Linked DNA regions of Mus musculus: region 2 is linked to region 1. A link is a contact called in public Micro-C data. All regions are on one chromosome and are shown on one strand. The core of a region is the stretch at or near the end of the contact, and the rest is flanking DNA. Distances in the headings are between cores, read along the strand shown.

Evidence for each region. A called contact is a pair of places that touch in the nucleus more often than the background predicts.
Region 2: a contact with region 1 is called in a Micro-C map of the G1E-ER4 cell line. The contact joins two enhancer-like sites. A contact is called at or near these places in 1 of 39 promoter capture datasets (the C10 cell line), 1 of 484 Hi-C or Micro-C datasets (the G1E-ER4 cell line) and 1 of 9 other capture datasets (adipose tissue).

Annotation. Positions count from the first base shown.
Region 1 is chr1:131,939,566-131,944,159 of GRCm38.p6, forward strand. No RefSeq gene overlaps it. Among named protein-coding and RNA genes, the nearest start is that of Slc45a3, 21 kb to the right of the region's middle. Within about 2 kb of position 3,171, at least 47 of the 459 cell types and tissues checked have an H3K27ac peak or open chromatin away from gene starts, as enhancers often do. A contact at or near this core is called in the G1E-ER4 cell line, where this site is marked.
Region 2 is chr1:132,379,370-132,383,689 of GRCm38.p6, forward strand. It overlaps Tmcc2 (transmembrane and coiled-coil domains 2), which reads right to left. Exons shown (of 5, transcript NM_178874.3): 2 at 1,288-1,812. Among named protein-coding and RNA genes, the nearest start is that of Tmcc2, 9.9 kb to the right of the region's middle. Within about 2 kb of position 2,797, at least 58 of the 459 cell types and tissues checked have an H3K27ac peak or open chromatin away from gene starts, as enhancers often do. A contact at or near this core is called in the G1E-ER4 cell line, where this site is marked.

The DNA.
Region 1 (4,594 bases), core at 1,921-4,420:
TCACACACACACACACACACACACACACATGTACGCACACACAAAGTTTTTTTTTTATTTTTTAAAGAAAGACACCTCTTTGGCCGAGGTAGAATGTTATGTATATTTCTAGTTGTATTTTCCCCCCATCTTGGACAGGAATAGGTAGTGTGTATGTGTTCCTTTCGACATAAGACTAGAGCAGGTGAGTGAAGTCATTGGTCTAACAAAAATGATGGTTAAAGTTTTAGGATTACAAAACTGCCAGTTTAGCCGGGTGTGGTGGCGCACGCCTTTAATCCTAGCACTCAGGAAGCAGAGGCAGTCAGATTTCTGAGTTCGAAGCCAGCCCGGTCTACAAAGTGAGTTCCAGGACAGCCAGGGCTACACAGAGAAACCCTGTCTCAAAAAAAAAAAAAACAAAAAAAACAAAACAAAAAAAAAAAAAAAACAAAACTGCCAGTTTGTAATCCTAAAGGACTAGATATGTAGTGAGAGATGATTCTTACCCACACAGAGCCAAATGTGTTTAGTGAAACAACTAACCAAAAGTAGGTTTTGAAACACTGGGCTTGCCAGGCAGTGGTGGCGCACGCCTTTAATCCCAGCACTTGGGAGGCAGAGGCAGGAGGATTTCTGAGCTTGAGGCCAGCCTGGTCTACAGAGTGAGTTCCAGGACAGCCAGGGCTACACAGAGAAACCCTGTCTCCAAAAAACAAAAAAAGAAAAGAAACACTGGTCTTTACTAAATGCAGACAGATGGTGGTGCACACTGGCTCCTGGCTCTGCAGTTCACTAATTTAACCTAAGTGAAACACAGAAAAAAAAATCTATGGTTTTACTCCAAAGTAACTAAAACTAGTGAGTGACATAACAAAGCTCTTTTGTAAGATACTTAATATTTTCAAAGACTCGGCTGACATTCTGTCTGTTTTGTTTGTTTTTTGAGACAAGATCTCACTATGTAGCCTTGGTTAGTCTAGAACTCTTTGTAGATTAGGCTGACCTTAAACTCAGATCTGCCTCCTGACCGATAAGATTGAAGATGTGTACCACCATGCCTAGCCCTGACATTCTGTTTAGAACTTGAGTCGTTAGCTGGGAATTGGTACCCTAACTTCATATCTACCACATGGCTCGTCCCAATTACAAGCTCGGTGTTTTATCTCTGCCTCCTACATCTGGCCTGATTTGCCACTATTTCTTTTTCCTTCACTTGTTGTGAACGGACAGTTCTTTTCCATAGGCTTAGATTTTTCTGAGACAAATACATTATTTAGATATGAAGCAGTCCCCTGGAGGTGGATGAGGAGCCAGCTGTCCTGTGGAGAGTCACACAATTGGCCCACATGCAAGACAAACAGCATTTCCTTGTAAACCTGGAACAATGCGGAGCTTAGATTCCAAAGCTCTATTGTGAATGCTGGTCTGGCTTTAGGTATGCAGGATATAGACAGCAGCTAGTTCAAGAGTGTGGGTATTGTCCTAGACCTTGCACAATGGGTCAGTGTTGGGCCATCATCAGCAAAGCAGGTCATCTTCTCTGGCACCCAGTATTCCTTGATTCTCTACCCACCCACTCCCATGGAGCAATAAAGCCTACTTACTGCTTGCCCTCTGGGCTACTCAGCCTTCTTTAGAAGTCAACACTGTTAAGCAGTCTGAGAAGTAGGTACTTGCTCTGGGAAACTTCAGTCTGAGTGGGGCCACACTAGCAATGCCAGGCAGTGACAACAACAGTTCCTAGAATGCCCATTCCTCATAATTGGCAGGCAATTTTTATTGACAGTGGAAATCATGGCAGCTCTATTCTCACATACCAGCTGCACACACACCAGTACATCAGATATCTTGACAGGAATGAGTCCAAGAGCAGTTTAGGACTCTGAACATTGGCATGTCCAGTATTTTATGGCTTAAGGAACTAAAGCTCAATATAGATAATTAGATTATCCCGGAAAACTAACCTGAGCAGTTTAGAAAACAAGAAGGTATGAGAACAGCGGAGTCTCCCAGGGTATTCATTGTAGCACAAGGTTTGATTTCCCACACCCCAACACATGTACATGTACCACTGTGACCCAGTGGCTTCAGAGAAGGGTTGTGACTGGTCTCAGTAAGTCAGAAGATCAAGTTACAGGAAGATCTTGAGCAAGTCACCAGCCTCCCCACCCCTCAACTCTCCTGCCTTCTTCTATGATGAGGTTATAAAGGACAGGGACCAGTTTTCTGCTTCAAAGGGACAAGTAGCCCAAGGGAGGCTGGAAATCAGGCTCTGTCTGCACAGCCTTGCTGTTGGCACTACAGACTCACCAGCTTCACAGAAATGCAGTTTTATCTCCAAGCAAGGTACCCTAGAGACTAACGCCCTGTTCCTGCCACACCGAAGCCTTTAGCATTGTCAAGTATAGATGAGTTATTTATAAGTAGGAACATATACTTACAGAAAGGTAATCTTTTTTTTTTTCTTTCTTCCTTTTTTTTTTTCAAGACAGAGTTTCTCTGTGTAGCCCTGGCTGTCCTAGAACTCACTCTGTAGACCAGGCTGGCCTCAAACTCAGAAATCCACCTGCCTTTGCCTCCCAAGTGCTGGGATTAAAGGCATGCGCCACCACTGCCCAGCAGAAAGGTAATCCTTAACAGGCCCATACTAGGAGTGGTTTTTACAGGGAAAGACAGTGGCATCCAAGTCACCTGAATTACTAAGGTGGAGTTTGGGGTGGTTTTTCTTAGTATCAGTACACAGAACGATTGATGTTCATCTTTTTAGTTTCTTGTAGGAAAAGGGAATTTTACCCAGTGATTCCAAACTGTATCCCTAGTTATATAGATAACATATTCTAACTAATATGAGAAGTGTTAATGTGGGTCTGCAACACAGATTAGAAATACTTGTTCAGGGCTAGGGAGTAGAGCTCAGTGGTTAGGCACTTACTGCTTATTGTGTTCTGTGAGGTCATGGCTTCTATCCCCAGCAATGAAGAAAAATGACATATTTTTTTGGTATGTGAAATGAGCCTATTTTGGTGTCCTTTGCATTTGGAATTTAAATAGAAAGCAAAACACAAAAGTAGACTCTCAGTCCCCTGCAGAACCACTTAGCTGATGAAATGTGATGCCCTGTGTTCTCAAATGTTAAAGCCAGGCGGGAAATGCTTTTTCTGGGGCCTAATCACGAGCCCCTTTATGACTAATATTTTGGCAGCTGAACCCAGGGACAAGCCACAAGATGGATGCCTCCGCCCCCCACGAGTTCTTCAATCTGCAGGGAACAAAGACTAAGTTTCAACAGATAGTAAAGAGTGTGATTTACGTCTGTTGGGCAGTGGTCAGCCTGTGTAAATGCAGTTGGTCAGGAACCAGTTATCATGCAGCAGCTCTTCCCTCAGATCATTGTGAGCATCGCTGCAGTGTTTTAGATAGATAACTCCCAGGAGTCCTAAGTTCCTCTTGTGTTATCTGGCTGTTCGTTTTGGCTTTAGTCAGATTTTCAGTTTTCTCTGCTCAGTTGCTATCACTGAGTTCCGTTAATGTGCATGACACGCGCTTCCCCTCACTAGACATTTTGAACAAGTGTCAGCGTTTAAGGTCGTGAGAACTGTATTTTTTGTTCCCATTAAGAGCGTGGTACTGAAAAAAACAAAAAAAAAACAAAAAAAAACAAAAAAAACCCTGAAAACTAGGATAGTGTTCTTCCTCTATACGTGGCTCTGTCCAATTCTTGTAGAATTGATGCTCAGGTTTTAATGTCTTATTTCACTTTTGAGACAGTCTTGCCTCAGACAGTAGCCCAAGCTGCCTCAGGCTCCCCAGTGCTAGACTTTGAGGTATGTGCCACCGCGCCCAGGTCAGGATGATGTTTGGAATTTAAGCATATTCATCTCCCTTTTCTAACTCCAGAGGCAGAGCAGAGCAGTTGGAGAGTGAGGTATTAAGGAAGGACTCTGCAAATTGATACTCTGGCTGCCCATAAAAGTGTTTTATATCAGGGCTTCTCCAAACATGGCCCTGGCTAGTAGCCTCAGTCTTAGCTGGGAACTTGTCTGAACTGTAAAATCCTTGACCTGCTGAATCTCAAACTGGGCATAGGACCTAGAAGTTCAAGTTAAACAAGCCCTGCTGTTGACTCTGTTGGCCATTTCCAATGTAAAGTACGCGCAAGGATCAGCTGGACTCAGTTTCACTGTTTCTCGCCCATCTTCCTCCTCGTTTCTCTTCCCCACACCCCCGCCGCCTTTAGAGTAAGGTGACTGGCACAGACAGTTTTGGTGTCATGAGGCCGATGGTTCAGTTAACAGCACCAGTGAAATCTCTTACCACCTCATACTCATTTGCCAATACTGACAAATATTTGTGTGTGTGTGTGTGTGTGTGTGTGTGTGTGTGTGTGTGTGTATGCCACCCATGTGGATAGAGGCCAGATGACAACTTTGTGGAGTTGGCTCTCTCCCCCACTTTCCATGAGTTCTAAGGATTGACTTCAGGTCTTCAGGCTCACACATCAAGTGCCTTTACCCACGGAGACATCTCTCTGGCCTGGAAGTAAATCAGTTTCTTTCCTGGATATTTCATTCGCCTGTTGGAGTCACCAGGGATAGAGGTGACCTATTTTTCA
Region 2 (4,320 bases), core at 1,547-4,046, 440 kb after region 1:
TTGGAGGGGCACCCAGGTGTGTAAGATGCTGCTGTGGCCGGAGAAAGGAGGGAAGGAGGGGAGAAACCGATGGGCCACAAGCCGATGGGGTCAGAGTGGCTTCCTGTCCCTTCTACATCAGCGGGATCTGGTCTCAGCCTTCTCTTCACTCAAACTGTCCCCTTGAGGAGCCACCTCATCCACATCGGGGACTTCAACCCCAATGCTGCTTTTACCTGCCAGCGCACCCTCAGGCCACTGCCAGTACCTGAAACAGGACAGCCCCTCTCCCAGATCCGCTTCTTCTCACCTTCATTTCCTTTGTTTTCCTTACCTTCTTTCTCCACTGATTCTGACTCCCCAGTATGTTGTAAATTTCTCCCCTTTCCGTTCTCTTGGCTGCAGTCTCCTTGGCTCCTCCCTCACCCCCCTTCCTAATCTACTGCCTAAGTCCTAATCACTCTCTCTGCCCTCTTCCCTGCCTAACAGCCTCCCATAGCTTCACTTGACTGTCAGGCTGGTCACAGTATGACCCTCTCTCTGTGCTCTGGCCTCTGCCTCCCTGAGTCTCCACAAGCAAGAAGCACATGCCGCCAGCTCCCTTGCTTTGCTATATACCAACCTTCCCTGCCTCCTTTAAGATTGAGTTCAGTAGAGACTTACAGACAGTCTCTGGCCAATTCCCCTCCACCCACACTGCCTACTGTGTTTCCAAGCTCCAAGGCATCCATCAAAGTCTTCCCACCAGTGTTTCTAGACACAGGGTGGCATGAGATCAGCCACACTGGTTTGTGTGCTCCTCTAACATCCAATAAACACTCAGTTAACATTTGCTGCACAAATAAACAAATGAGTTGGAGACATTCATGAAGTGCCAAATCACACTTCATGGATTCCTTCCCTTTGTCAGTTGGTAATAGTCACAGGACACAGAGTGTGCCAGGTTCCAATCCAGGATCTCACCTCTGCTAACTCTTTACTCTCATTGCCCCCACTTCAATTGGCAATACAGAAGAGCAAAGAGATACAGTGGCTAGTTAGGAAGAATAACTAGGCCTCAGTCTCCTCAAAACATATTTAAGGAAACCCGAAATTACTATCAGCCTGGGCAAACAACCATTTTTGAAAAACTAATCCCCTAGACAAACAAAACTTAGCCCCTTGAATAACGCACTCCGTGTCTGGCTTGGTCATATCCTAACTCCTCTGCCAGGACAGATAATAGAGTAGCAAGTATCAGCAGTGCCAGTCGGGGCACCAGCTGGGCCTTAGAGGTTTCATTGTGGCTCTCCTTCCACCCAGACTTACCTTGTCCCCGATGCTCTCTGCTTCCTCAGCCAGGAGGTACGCACTGCTGCCATCGGCCAGGAGCAAGGCGGTGTCGGTGGTAGAGGAGGAACGGGGTCGGCCCTGGTGCTGGTGCAGGATGGCGGCCAGGCTGCTGTCCTGGGGGGCCTTACGAAGCAGGTGAGGACTGCCACGCTGTGGCTCCAGGGAGCTGCTCTTGGCACGGCGACCACCGCTCCCGCCACTGCTGTGCAGGCTGGCGCCCCGCTTGATGGAGGGCCTGGAGCGGATTTGCTGTAACACCCGGTTGAAAGCAGTAGGTCGGGCAGGCAGGTCGTGCAGGGACACAGCATAGGAGACGCGGTGCATCTCCGGGGAGCGTTCCTTCTCATCTGGGGAGTCCTGATCGGATAGGCCCTGCTGTTGCTGCTGCTGCTGGGCCTCCTGAGACGCCTGGTGCTCCCTCTCCCGTGACCTGCGGCGGCTGTGAAACAGGTGCTTCAGGCCGTGGCCAAACATGGAGCCCTCTGAGAGCTGCTGGATTTTCTTAAGGGGGAAGAGATGAAAAGCCCTGGTTAATGGAAAGCTCCTGGATGCCTTGTCAATCGGGGTTGAAGGTGGGTTTATTCCTAAGAGACCAGAGCAGCTAGTTTAGACATCTGAACGCTGGGATCCCTATGGGTGGCCTGCCAGGCCTACAAGGTCATCTACCCTTTAGTTCCTAAAGTAAGTTCAGCTTTTAGAAATCTGAACAGGATGTTCTCAGGCCGTAGCCTGTGGCTTAGTAGCACACAAGTAGTGAACAGGCATTCCTGGGGCTACATCCTTCTCAATTGGTCTGCCCAATCTCATCACCTCCTTTCTTCCATGTCAAGACTGTCCTTCGGGCTGCACTGGGGCATTGAGACCACCAAACCTCCCTTCCCACAGAGGTCTCATTGACAGTCCTTGGAAAAAACAGATCCATATAATCAGGTTCTATCTCCGACGCAGGCTCTGCTGATTCTGCATCCAGCACCTTTCAGCCTTCCTCACCAATCAAACTGCAAGGTGTTACTGCACTTGCTAGAACTTCCTGCTTCACTTTCTCCATAAAGGGACTGGTCCTTTCTAACTCCCCCATCTGGGATGTGAAAGCAGTGTCTGGGGAATTGGTAGCCATATTGTAACCATGAGATGACATAGCCGATAACAGAGGACAACACATGCCAGTAGAGTTTACAAAATAAGAGTCCACAAGTCTCTACTATGACTTTCGGTTACTTACAGCCAGCTAAGTTGTGATATAGCTGACAATGAAATAAACATTGTTTTTCTGAGCCTAGGATACCTACTGCTGTCCAGACAGGAGGCTTTCATTTCCCCCCAGACTAGAGCCAAGCTGAATCCTTGAAGCCTGCTGCTGCCTCTCTGCGGCGCTGCCCCGAGACGCCACCTGCTTCCTCCAAGCCCCAGCGCTACCAGGATAAATGGCTGGTGGCAACTGCCATGTAACGGTAGGCGGCTTTCCCGTGAGGAGATGGCTTATCTGTGTAGGCCACGTCTTCTCAAGAGCTCCAGAGCGGTGGGAGGCTGGGTGGGACTCAAGACCAGGGGAAACATTATACTGTGTCCTCTAAGAGGGAAACAGAGCCAAGTTACCTGGGGCTCAGGAGCCACAGCAGGCTTTTCTCTGTGCCAACATCCTATAGCCTCACAAAGTAACCTCCACCATTAAAATAATTGTTTTAATAATCCAAAAAAAATTAGACACACTAGTTTTTCTTTCTTTCTTTTTTTTTTTCTTTTAGAAACAAACAGAGCAAAAGTTTGAGCATGAAGAAAGCAGGGAAGAAAAGTCTCCAGCTTTTGAGTGGCTGTCCACTCAGTGCTGCCTGTGGCTAGCTGCACCTATGCCTCCATGTGACTACAGGACCCTCACAGAATGGAAGGACCCTCATTCAAGCCCTACAGTCCACCCCTGGTGCCTGGAACCTCACAGGCCCTATCTGTCCATTTTTACACCTCACTGTGAGCTGAGTTTGGAGCTCTGTTCTCTCCTGCACAATCTCATTGCTTCCTCAGATTCCCACAAAAGCAACAACCACACACTGGCACCCACAGATAGGAAATGATTCCTTCTGAAGAACTGAGGTTTGGGGTGGCCCTAGAAACAGGTCTCCTGTGCCAGGTGCTCCCAGGGTTGCCATTCCTTCAGAGAGGCGGCACCCCAAGCCCACTTGAATTTATACTGGTCAAAACCAAGATGTCCAAGGTAGAGTGGATGGTAGCACACACGTGTCATTAAGCGCAGAGTGAGCTAGATAGATCCTGGGCTTCCCGACTACAGCTGAGTTACCATCTCTCTTCCTCACATGGCCAGACCCAAGCTGATACAAGACTTCCAGCAAAGCACCCCAGATAGGGCCTCCTGGCCCTGGTTTTTTCCTGACTGTTCCTGCTAAATACACTACATCCCCTGAACTTTTTTACATTCTATTCCAGGCCCTTCCTCCATAACCCATCCCTAACTTGCTTCTCCAACATAGAAGCCCCTCTTTCCCACCCACTCAGGGTGACAATATTTCCCCTAAAAGACTTTAGTTGAGTTCCTGGGTACACAGCTCTGGCATCTGGTGCATTATGGGGCAGGGGGTTGGAGAATCTCAGTTACCGACCAGCCACATCGTCTCCACCCCCACAACCCTTGTCTAATTTGCTTTTAAAACTATACAGTGTTTTTAACTTTTGCTGTCAGCCTAACCCAACACTAGTTTTATTCCAGGAGCCAAAAGCTGACGGACCATAGTAGCCATGTTCCATTTTGCAGATGAAAAAAAAAAAAAAAAAAAAACCTGAGGCACATAACTGTTAGGTGGATAATCCAAACCATAAAGATGAGCCTCCAACCTCTAGTCGAATTTACCTTTCCTGGCCCACACCTGGCACAAGACTACAGTAGTCGTTGTGTCTCCTGGGACAACACCTAAGGCAGGATTAAAATATAGCCAAAATCTCAGAGTCAGGAGGGATGGGCACTAAACTGTAAGGGGTCTGCTCAGGCCTCATCACGGG